Regions from separate parts of the Delphinus delphis genome. Here region 1 is linked to region 2. Evidence: chromatin contacts called from public Hi-C data. All regions are on one chromosome and are shown on one strand. Each heading gives the region's core, a stretch centred on a gene start, on an enhancer-like site or on the middle of the called end of the contact. The rest is flanking DNA. Distances are from core to core; before and after follow the strand shown.

Evidence for each region. A called contact is a pair of places that touch in the nucleus more often than the background predicts.
Region 1: a contact with region 2 is called in a Hi-C map of lung, with 4 times the contacts expected there. The contact joins the promoter of BMI1 here to the promoter of MLLT10 in region 2. A contact is called at or near these places in 2 of 3 Hi-C or Micro-C datasets (lung and muscle).

Annotation. Positions count from the first base shown.
Region 1 is chr2:165,242,746-165,248,195 of mDelDel1.2, forward strand. BMI1 (BMI1 proto-oncogene, polycomb ring finger) reads left to right here and starts at 2,194. Exons shown (of 11, transcript XM_060006202.2): 1 at 2,194-2,733. It overlaps COMMD3 (COMM domain containing 3), which reads left to right. Exons shown (of 8, transcript XM_060006208.2): 8 at 894-1,254. The coding sequence ends at 953. It overlaps LOC138413976 (brain acid soluble protein 1-like), which reads left to right and starts at 2,308. Exons shown (of 3, transcript XM_069540367.1): 1 at 2,308-2,315; 2 at 2,409-2,645; 3 at 2,742-3,207. The coding sequence starts at 2,308. The coding sequence ends at 3,207.
Region 2 is chr2:164,559,920-164,565,615 of mDelDel1.2, forward strand. It overlaps MLLT10 (MLLT10 histone lysine methyltransferase DOT1L cofactor), which reads left to right and starts at 2,769. Exons shown (of 23, transcript XM_060006191.1): 1 at 2,769-2,824; 2 at 3,633-3,792. The coding sequence starts at 3,633.

The sequences.
Region 1 (5,450 bases), core at 944-3,443, 680 kb after region 2:
CCATCTGTCAGTAGATAATGAAGGTTGGTTAAGGATTTAATGGTGAGGGGGCTTCAAAAGCAATATTTTAAGGTAGGCTTCGCTTTTGAAATTACGATGTTACTAACAGAATTGGTCTGCATTTGCTGTTCCCTCCAATTAAAATAAACTTGTGTAGTGTTGAGTGTAAATTCCTTCTATTTGTGATAAGTGTGAGCCAATAGGACAAAGCAAAAGGAAGAGCTTGGCTTTGAAAATGTCTTCTTTGCTTTCAGAAATTGAATTAAACTCTCAAAACATGATTTTTAAACAGTAGTTGTAAATGACTTTTTATAAAGGAGCAAGTATAAAAAATTCTTCAACTGTTTATATTGCCAGTGTAAGACTGGGGAAATTAAAAATTACATTGATTAATGGACATGACAACGAATTTATTTCTTACCACTTAAAAAAATGAAGGTCATTGCTTGAAATTTTGATGAGATTGAATTTTTCAAAAGGGATCTCCTGCAGAGTCGTTTTAATGTAACCATTAATCAAACTTTAAACTTTCAAAAGATGTGAATACAGCATAATCTTTGTTAGATAACTTGAGAAATTTTAATTTTGATATACTTCGCCTGTTCAGAGGATTCAATTAGAAACTATATCTCACATCTGAGGGCAAGCAGCCCATTTGAAGATGAGATATTTTAGAGGAAAACTTTCTATTGACCTTCTTTTAATTTTTTACATCTTTTATATTTTAGAAGAAAACCTTCTTTTGATAGTGGTTTGTCAAAGGTTTAAAATCTTTGTGAATTTTAAGCTTGTTTAGAAAGTGTCCCCCGACTCTTTTCTTGCATCTTTCTCAAAGTTGGATACTTCTTTCTTGTGTTTTTATCCTATAAACGATTCATCATACACATCTTCAGGACTTAGTAGGGAAACTTAAAGATGCTTCGAAAAGCCTGGAAAGAGCAACTCAGTTGTAATTTGGGGAAGTTAACGATCTGCCCCGGTCTAGAGGAAGACCAGGAACGCCTTGCCTCCGCCGAACCATCGTTTCTGCGAGCTGGATGTCTTCCTTTTCAGGAGAACAAATTTTTTCTTTTGGATTTGTGTCACTCATCAATTTTGACACTTTTTCTTTTACACTTGTGAAAGGGTTAAGAGGGAAAGTCTGCCTAAGTATTTGAATCATCTTTAGTATTATCCGTACACTGATCATATTTGATCTTTTCCAAGTCTTCCAAAAGGAAGCAGACAGTATTATATTCTGAATAAATAAGTTGTTCCCACTAAAGAGTGCTGAGAGTTTGTTTGGATTTGAGTTTGTTAATTATTACTTTGAAAACGCAGACACGATTGGCGTTAACTTTTAACGATCGCCTCTTCTCAGGATTAAAGTTAAGCGTAGTGGGAAAGGATGCGATCTTCGGGGTTGCCTTAAGACCCCAGCTTCGGGACGTGGGGAAAGGGCGCGGTCGCCCCGCGCCGGGAGCTGGCCCGTCCCGTTACCTGTGCCCGAGGGCTCGCCCGCAGCCCGACCCTCGCCCGTGGGGCTCCGGAGGCCCGGCCCGGCCGGCCCCGCGCGGAGCCCCTGCCCGGAGCGAGCGGCTGCCCGCGCGCGCCCCGCCTCGGCCACTGGCGGGCGGGGAAGGGGGCCGGCGCGGCCGCGGGAAGACTGGGGCGGGCGCTGTTGTTTCCGCGAGCCCAACTCGGTCGCAGGTTCCGCGCCGCGGCGCCGGAGTCTGGGCCGCAGCCCGTGGGGCCGAGCGGGGGGCGGCGGCCGGGCGATCTCCTCGGCTGGAGCCCGCGGACGTGTGCACCGCGGGCGGAGGCGGGCGGCGGCAAGAAAGAAATAACGGGGGGTGGGGTGGGCTGAACTGCTTGCGGGGCCGGAGCGATGCCCGCGCCGAGAGCAGGGTGGCGCGTGTGGCGCTGTGGAGAAATGTCTCCGCAGCCGCGCCAGCGCCGCCGCCGCGCCGAGCGAGGGGGAGGGGGCCGGGTCGCGCTGCTCCGAGGGGAGGGGGCGGCCGCGGGCCCGACTACACCGACACTAATTCCCAGGCCGCCCTTAAGGAATGAGGGGAGCACGTGACCCGGTGGGGGGGCGGCGGGGGGAGGGGGCGGGCGGACTCTGAGCCATTTTGGAGCCGGTGTCAGTTTCCACTCTGCCTTCAGCGGTGCTTTTTTTTTTCCACCCTCCCCTCCCCCTCCTCAGCCTTCCTCCCCTCCCCCCGCCTCTCCGCACGCACACACACGGCGCCCCCCACCCCCCTCCTCCCCCCACGGCAACTATGAAATAATAATCGTAGTATTAAAGGCAGAGATCGGGGCGAGACAATGGGGATGTTGGCGAGGGAGCCCCGATCCGGATTAGAAACACCTCCCAGCCCCGCAGAATAATACTGATCGCGCCCCCTCCGCGCGCTCCCTCCCCCGAGTGCGGAGCGGGAGGAGGCGGCGGCGGCCGAGGAGGAGGAGGAGGCCCAGGAGGAGGAGGCGTTGGAGGCCGAGGAGGAGGAGGAGGAGGCCGCGGAGGAGGAGGCCGAGGCGGAGGAGGAGGAGGAGGCCGGGCTCGGGAGGCAGCATGAGCCGAGCGCGGCGGCCGCGGCTCCTCTCGGCTGCGCTCGTTGCCCATTGACAGCAGCGTCTGCAGCTCGCTTCAAGATGGCCGCTTGGCTCACATTCATTTTCTGCTGAACGACTTTTAACTTTCATTGTCTTTTCCGCCCGCTGCGATCGCTTCTCACCGGCTGCTTTTTCCGGGTACGTAGGAGGCGAGGCGCCTCCGGGACGGGGCCTGGGGGCGGCGGGGGTCGCGCCGGGCTCGGACCGGCCGCCGGTGGACTGGGAGCGGCCCCCCCGCGCCTCGCCCGCGCCGGCCGGGAGGGCGCTGACAGCGTGGGCGCCGAGCCCCGCGCCGCCGCCGCCCGCCGCCCGCCGGCCCCGCGCGCCGCCCGGCCCCGCGCGCCGCCCGCGCCCGCGAGCGCGCGCCCGCCGCCGCCCGCCGACTCCCGCGGCGCCGGGACCGACCCGCAGCCCGCGCCGCCGCCGCCAGCCGGCCTCGGCGCCGCTCCAGCCGCCGCCCGCTCCAGCCCGGACGCGCCGCGCGCGGCCCCACGTTTTAGTTCCTTTCTCCCCCGAGCGCCCCTCTACACCCTCGCGACGCACATGGCCCCCGAGAAGAACACTTCTATTTGCAGCTTCTGCGGCTCTCCCGGCCACGGCGCCTTTTGTTGAGAGGTAGATTTTGATGAAACGGGGACGGGTGCCTGAAATCGGGAGCTGCTTGGGTCAAGTGGCTTCCCTCCTCTCCCGAAGAAAGGGCTTTGGAGGGGTTTAAACAGCCAGAGAACGCCCCCATTTTATAGGGACGGGTTGCGTGGGGGGCAGCGATCCCGCCAAGGTGGATGTTAGGCTGGTGAGAGCCCGAACAAAAATGTTATTAACTTAAGTTGGAGGGACACTTGTGAGAAATTGGATGGCTTGTAAGATGGCGGTTCCCAGTTGTTTCCAAGGTCTCCTGCGTTTGTGTTTAAAATGGTAAAGTTTTCAAGGTGTTATTTGTTGGGAGTCTTGGATAAGTTCTTCAAACATTACTTGGGACGTGCTCACTGGGAAGTGGGCATTTCAAATTTGGAGCTTTTTTTGGAGTGATGATGGTGAGTGGACGTTAGTCTTGCAAGAGGTTTCCTCTCTTTCTTTCTTTTTTCCTCTTTTTGTTTTTTTCTCTCTCAGAGACTACAGTTTTTCTCTCAACCTCTAGTATGGGATGCACTTAGAATCATGACTCAAGTCCACAACGTTTTACAGGTTTGGTAAATGTCAGCTTAGGTCATGTGGTGAGGAGATGCTTTGGAAAACGAGCACTAAAAAGTTGATGGCATATGTTTACGCAGTCTTTTGGGTTTGACAGCCGTATAGCATGATCTTTTTCCCAAAGATTTACAGTTAATAATTGGAAGTAAACAAGTATAGAGACTTTGATCATTCCCAATTGCAATAAAAGGATTTAGTGGGCTTAGTGGTCACGGTTCAGTATTTGAAATACAAGCATGTATTAACCCCTTCCCTTAAAGTAGGCAAAATTCTGGGCATATTATTCAAATCCAAGTGTAGGTTGGTAATGCCTAGAATGTTATGAGTAGTTCAACCTATATTTTATAGGAAGCTTAACCCCCAAGTTCTGGAAACATATTATATGCTACGCTATAGTCTTGAAACCTAAGGATGCCAATTGTTAACAGCATATGCTAACTTATGAGACTATATTAACATTTGAGTTTTATTTTAAGTAGAATCCCTTAGAGGTTGATTTTGTGGGCAAACATATATTTTTTTAATATTTGAGTTCATTCCCATACATCTGCCCCAAAGTGCAAAGGTGTTTGAAATAACCTACTTGTGTAAATTTACACCTGGTATCTTTAAAGCCATATAAGTCACTGTGTATGCATGTGTGTATGTATACACACACATATACACACGCTTTTGTAAGAAAAGTGAGCATTTAGTTGTACTTGAAAAATCCATTAATGTTCTACCATCAAGTCCTTGGATGTGCATTAAGTGCCCCCAAAGGTAAAATTCTCCCTAGAAGTCAAGTTAACCCAAAGTTTACCCATACTTGTATTGGCCTGGGAGCCCCAACTGGGGTTATGGAGTTCATTTGCATGTGTTAGATTGCAATAGTCAAGCTGATTGTTAACATAAGAACTTGCTTCTGTTTTCCTTCATTTTGACATTACTGGTGTTAGGCCTCCAACTAAAGTGACAGCCCCAACTGAGTATGTTATAATGGCAAGTTTAAACTATTGAGTATTTTTTCCATTGTATGTTTGGTGCATTTTTGCTTGCTTAACTGGCAGTTCTGTGGTGGAACCTAGAAGGTTTTCCTTTCTAAGGTGCAAGAGATTGTTTCTGAAACCTTATCAAGCATGTCAGATGTTTTGGAAGTCTTCATTAGGTTCCCAGTACTTTCAAGTGGTATATAAAGATAAAGAACTGATTCTTATACAAGTAACAAAGTGGTATTTACTAGCATTATAAATGGTTATAGGGTTGTGGTCAAATCCTTGTGAATTGAAGTAGAGGAGTTGTGTGAATTAAGACTTAAAATGAATTTGAAAGGGTTTTGGTCAAGTACATGAGACTTAAACGTTCAAAGCCAACCAGTAGATAACCTTTCACTGAGGTCTGATTGTTCTGTGTGTTAATATTTGTGTTTGTCTGGTGTTGATTTTATGTAAAGTAGAGGAGAAATAAAGGCAGCTGTTTTTATTGATGCCCCTTCCTGAACTTCATGATCGGTGGCATTAGTGTGATGTGCTTTTGCAAGGGGACAGAAGTATCACCTTGCTAACTATTTTTCTAGTAAAGGTCCTGCTGTTTCATAAGGAGAGTTTTCTTTGAGAACCAAGAAGACTTGTCTTTAATCACCAAGTACAATAGAATTAAATATTGCTACTCTTTAGGGACACTGC
Region 2 (5,696 bases), core at 1,519-4,018:
CCTCAATTTCTATACCTCATTAAAGAAATATACTTCAACAATGGGTATAATAGACTAAACATAACAGGCAAATAGCAGAAGGCAAATAAAACTTCAATTTAAAAAGGAGATAAATATAAGCAATATTAACCTAGGAACCAAGTTTGGTTTTAAATATTTCGTTCGTAAGTATCTACTAATGTAAATGATTATGGAAAAGCAAATCCAAAAATTTGGTGCCCAGGATGAGGAATAAAGAAAATTATAAGAAGATATATTACCCATACAGGAAGAAAATATAGTTTCCCATTATAGTAGGGTTAGAGGTTACATCATAAAATACTTTACTTGAGTTTTTTGTGGTTTGCCTCAGATGATTAGTTCAGAGAAACAGATGAGCCATTACTGAGTTAGCTGCTGTTGTTATGTGAGGAAGTATACTGGGACCACAGGCTTTTGTTTTATTCTACAGGTACTAGGTGTACTTTTACAAAGAATATTTTGAGAATGTGGAATCAGATTTAAAGGATAACATTATTTTAAGATTGAAATTGTACTTTTCTATGAAGTTATTCTATAAATCCCATGAACTTTTTTTTTTTTTAACATTACCATGTGTTGTTAAAAACTTGCTCGAACTTTAACGATTCTGGCACTTTTTAAGTTGTATCCATTCTGAGTTATGAGAATTAGCATAATCAGCCAATCATACACATACATATAGCACAAAGGACAAATATAACTTGCTCACTGCTGTATTTCCTGTATCTAGTAAATATTCCCTGGCTCACAGTAAATGTTCCATAAATATTTACTGAATGAATAATTAATTGTATCTCTGAACTATTTTGTAATGTCTGTTATTCTTATCACCTAATATTTTTTAGAAATATATTAAATATTATACTTCTGATATATAACATAAGAAAAAGTTCTATATCTGGTACATGAGTTAAAATTAGAATGACCTATTTAGCTCATTATGTTTTTTCTTACAGTTTTCATAACATTTAATATGTTAAATATCAGTTTTAAATAATTTGACTTATATTTTGTCAACATTTATATGTACATCTTTAATAAAATTTCTTCTTCAGATACTATTATTTATATATAGGCCTGTTCTTAAGATATAGTGTATTTTCTCTATTTTTCTAAATTTCAAAAATGTATTACAAATGATGAACTTTTTTGTTTTGTTTTGGAAACACTAAGCGTTTACCTACATTTCTTCTATTAAGTGTTACAGGATAGGGTAAAGTACCCATCTTTCTTTACATATAAATTAATTCCATCACAAGAACTAAGCTCCAATGCATTAAAAATAAAATGAATGTATTTTAAAATAATTTATTTCATTAAGGTTCGACTGCAGTGTTTAGCAAGGGAAATTTCACATTAATTTTAACTAAAAATTACTCTTCATTAAGAGTGTGAACCTGATCAGGAATTGGATGTTGAACTGGTATCCCTTGTAAAGGGGTAAAGATAAGATATACAGTAGAGATACACAAAACAATATAGATTTGTTTGAACACGGTTTTAGTTTTAAAAATATTAGTGGTATTTTAAGAACATCATTATTATATGTTTGGAAATTTATTATTACCATACCCTCCAAAAGAAGTTGCATTTTATAAGTATGTAATCTTGTAGTCACCTTTTTAAAATGCACTAATATAACTAAATTCTCATTTTTTGGTCTCTTTAGTGTACATTTTTCCCCTATCTTACACTTCTAGATTTGCATTACTGTAGCCATCTCACTTCGCTTTTAGAATGTTTGAATATATTTGCTGATATATGCTTGCATTGTAGTATATCTATTATAATTCTTAAATAGATTTCTAGCAATTAATTTGCAATAGAAAAAGCAGCCATGCCACCAATTTTTTTTTTCTTTATGAGAACACTTGGAATGCTTTTAGAACTTAAACCATTATCTTTTGGTGACTGACTAGGAGAACTTGGGTTCCTTCATCTTTTAGCATTTTATATAACTGCATTTCCCAGATCCCCACATTATATTGCTAATTCCTGATAAACAGTCATTTTGTACCTGTAAGGTATTTATCAAAGTCATGAATTCGCCTTGTAACTATGCTTGTCATTTAAACAATCTATCTATATTCCTATTTCATGCTAAACTTTTTTGGCCTAAAATCAATATTGGACTAAAAAGGATACATAGGGGGTAGGGCAACAGCGGAAGATTTCACAGCTCAAAACTGCTCAATATCCAGCTAATTATTCAGATAGGCCTGATCCATTTTCTATTTGTATGTGAGTGAGCTCCCATCTTCCTGCCACTTAAGTGGCCTTAATAAAAAATTGACAAATTTTCAAGAGTAAATTTGGAGTACAGAGCCAGATCAGAGAAATCCTCAATTGAAAGGACTCCACTGTCACATGGTGTTAGAGATCATTTGGTGCCTGACTAGAACTTGGGTTCCCTCAAACTGCGATTTCCTGATCCTCACATTATATTGCTAATTCCTGATTAACAACCGTTTGTACTCCTACACAGCAAGTTGCGGGTAGCATAGGTGTTCCCTCTTCGAATACAACCCAACCTAGGCTTTTGACCCTGTCTGTGATGCACTTTCAGTTGTCACTGGGCCCAGTGTGGTGTGTAAACGGGCAGCCGACTTGGTGGCACTTCCACTGGGTGAACTTTGGGTAGAGTCCAGGATGTGAACTTAATGGGTGTAAAGGCTTCGGCACTACAGTGAAGTTCGCGCGGCCAACTGCAGGAAGCCATGCTTCATTGCACCCTTCATGGAAGTTGGCCGACTTGCCCAACCCTTGTTACCCACGGGCCAGTTGTTGAGGAAAAGGCCTGCAGGTAGGTTCTCAGATGCCCGCTGGGAGTCCCCTCCACCTACTCAGACAAAACTCGTCCTCCCTGCCGGTCCTCGGAATCCTCCCTTCCCACCCTCCCTCCCGCCGAGGCCTCTTCGCGACGTGCACACGCAGCCCGCGCGGCCGGCACTGCAGAAGACGGCCGCAACGTCCCCGCTCCCGCGTGCGCGCCCCCGCGCCCTCCAGTTGGCTTGTTCCGGCCTCGGCGCGCCACGGGCTCCCCTCGCCCCCTCCCCCTCAGCACACCTCGGCGGCTGCGAGCGGCGCGGGGGAGGGGAAGGGGCCGGGAGGCAGGCCCGGGCTGCGGGCCGGACGCGGCGACGCGCACGCAGGCCTCGCCTCTCCCGGGCCTTTTCCCTCACGCCGGTCGCCGGGCGGGCGCGCACGCCGAGTGACGCTCGGAGGAGGAAGCGCAACCCCCTTCCCCTCCCTCGCTGCCCCTGGCCCAGCGGGAGCCCCCCCAGTGCGCCTGTGCGGAGGCCTACTTGATTATGTGTGCCCTCTCCGGGCTCCAGCGTTAGCCGCCGGGTGGAGGTGGGGAGGGAAGAAGACGAGGAGGAGGAGGCGGAGGAGGCGGTGGAGGGGAGGTGGGGGGAGTCAGCAAGGACATGGCTCCTGACTCCTGTGCGGAACGTGAGTGACTGAGCGGCAAAGCCCGAGTGAGCGAGCGGCCGAGCGGCGGGCGGGGGCCGGGGCGCCGGGAAGGGAGCGGGGGCGCGGGGGACTGGGCGGGGGGAAGCACTCATTGGCTTGCATGTGTTTTTTAATGGTCCCCCCCAACTCCCTCTTAGATGGTCTCTAGCGACCGGCCCGTGTCACTGGAGGACGAGGTCTCCCATAGTATGAAGGAGATGATTGGAGGCTGTTGCGTTTGCTCAGACGAGAGAGGCTGGGCCGAGAACCCGCTGGTTTATTGCGACGGGCACGGCTGCAGCGTCGCGGTGCATCAAGGTAAACACCCAACCGCCCTCCGGGCCGAACCCGGCCTCTCCCAACCGTCACCACTTCCCCCACCTTGGCAGCAACTGCCAGTTCCCCTCCCGCCCCTCCCCCCGCCCCGCCCCCGCCCCCGCCCCGTTCTGCGGCCGGGGATTGACTCGGAGGGTCGGCGGCGGGGCGGAAGGGGTGTGGGCTGCGCATGTGGGAGAAAGTGTGTGTGGCCTGGACTGTCATGTGATGCTGCGTTCACTCTCAAGTGTCATTCGGCCGCCGCCTGCGCCCGGAGCCGCGGGTCTGCGGACTCTCGGAGGCGGGGGTCGGCGGCGAGGGGGTGTCGGGGCCCGGGCGCGCGCCCCTCGGCCGTGGCCCCGCGGCTGTGGGTTCGGGTTGGGGAGTGGGGAGCCCCCTCCCCCTCCCGCCGCGCCGTCTGCCGCAGTGTCTGGAGACTTCCTGTACCATGGAGTCGGGCTCGGGAGCGCGGCGCGCGGCGCCGGGGCGGATCCGGAGCTCGGGGGTCTGCCCTGCCGCTTTAGATTTGGGGGGGGAGGGCGCCGGCTGCCGCACCCCAAGCTTTCTGGCCGAGACCTTGCTGCCGCTCCTGCGGACTGGAGCTTCCCGCGGAGAAGAGGCGGAAGGCCGTCGCCGCAGTCGCGCCGCCGCGGGCGCGGCTGGGCTGAGCTGCTCGGGGTGGTGGATGAGGCTGTTGAGTGGCCTCATCGGGCCCCTTCCTCAGCTTCAGTGACTGGACAGAAGAGGAGGTGGTGGCGCCGCCAGTGACTCGGGGAGCATCTTAGTTTGTGACTGGGTGTTTCCATTGGGTGAGTTTTGGGGATATACAGAAAAGCCGAGGACACTAGTTAAGGTAGTTTTCTGGCCGTTTGAAGGTTCTGACTTTTTTCATTTCACGTGGTAAGGAATTGAGGCTGAAAATTTGGGGGCCGAAAAACAGGTCACTTTTTTTGGTGGCTGTTGTACTCCCCTTGTTGTGCACCAACCCGGCCCCCCTTCCCGTTTCTAAATCTGGCGTTGAGTGAGGCAGAGATTCAGTAGTGTATCGGGCGCTACTAAACGAGAGAAAGCCTGAGCGTAAGGGACTAAACTGTATTCTTTATAGAACGGAATCTCAGAACTGGGAAGGCGGACTTAGGAGATAGTGAGTAACCGAACTTGAGCATGCATGTATCCCCAGTTCTTTTAAAGAAGGGCGGAGTTGCACACCTTACTCTTCTAAGGAGTGAAAACCATGTGTATTAAAACTAGGTACTGATTGTAAGGTCTCAGAACTGGTATAGTGTATTTCCGTTATAGTGTTCATTGGCACTTGTAGAGAGGTATTTCTTATGAATTGGATGATAAATGATGCTAAGTAGTCTCATCTCCCAATTTAGAAGGTGTTCATTTAAGTGTTAAAATTTCTTTTTTAGAAGTATTTCTGAATTAAAATATAAGTTTTTGGGCTGTGATGCTGTATTTCTTGGCTGATAGAATATTTTTACTCCGATACATTTTAAAAGGGATTAGAAGTTTAGCTTTTGGAGTTTTAAAAATTTGTGCTGATTTTATATTCTTTAAGTGCTTTCCAATATTTGATATATTTTCAAATTACCTCTGAGCAAGCTCATTCAAGAGAATGTCAGTTGGATATTAGTGTTTTAAGGTTTTTGGAAAATGTTAAGTTTTGAGTTAGGTAAATGTTAATATAAAAACAGTTTTGTACGCAACTAGACTGTGATTTGGATGTGTGATATACAGATCACTTGTTGGAACATTATATGTTGGAAATAAACGTGTAGTTTACTTTTTTTTTCTGACGGGTTTATTGAGATGTAACTCACATGCCATACAATTAACCCACTTAAAGTGTACAATTCACTGGTTTTTAGTATATTCACAGTTTTGGATTTGTTACTACAGTC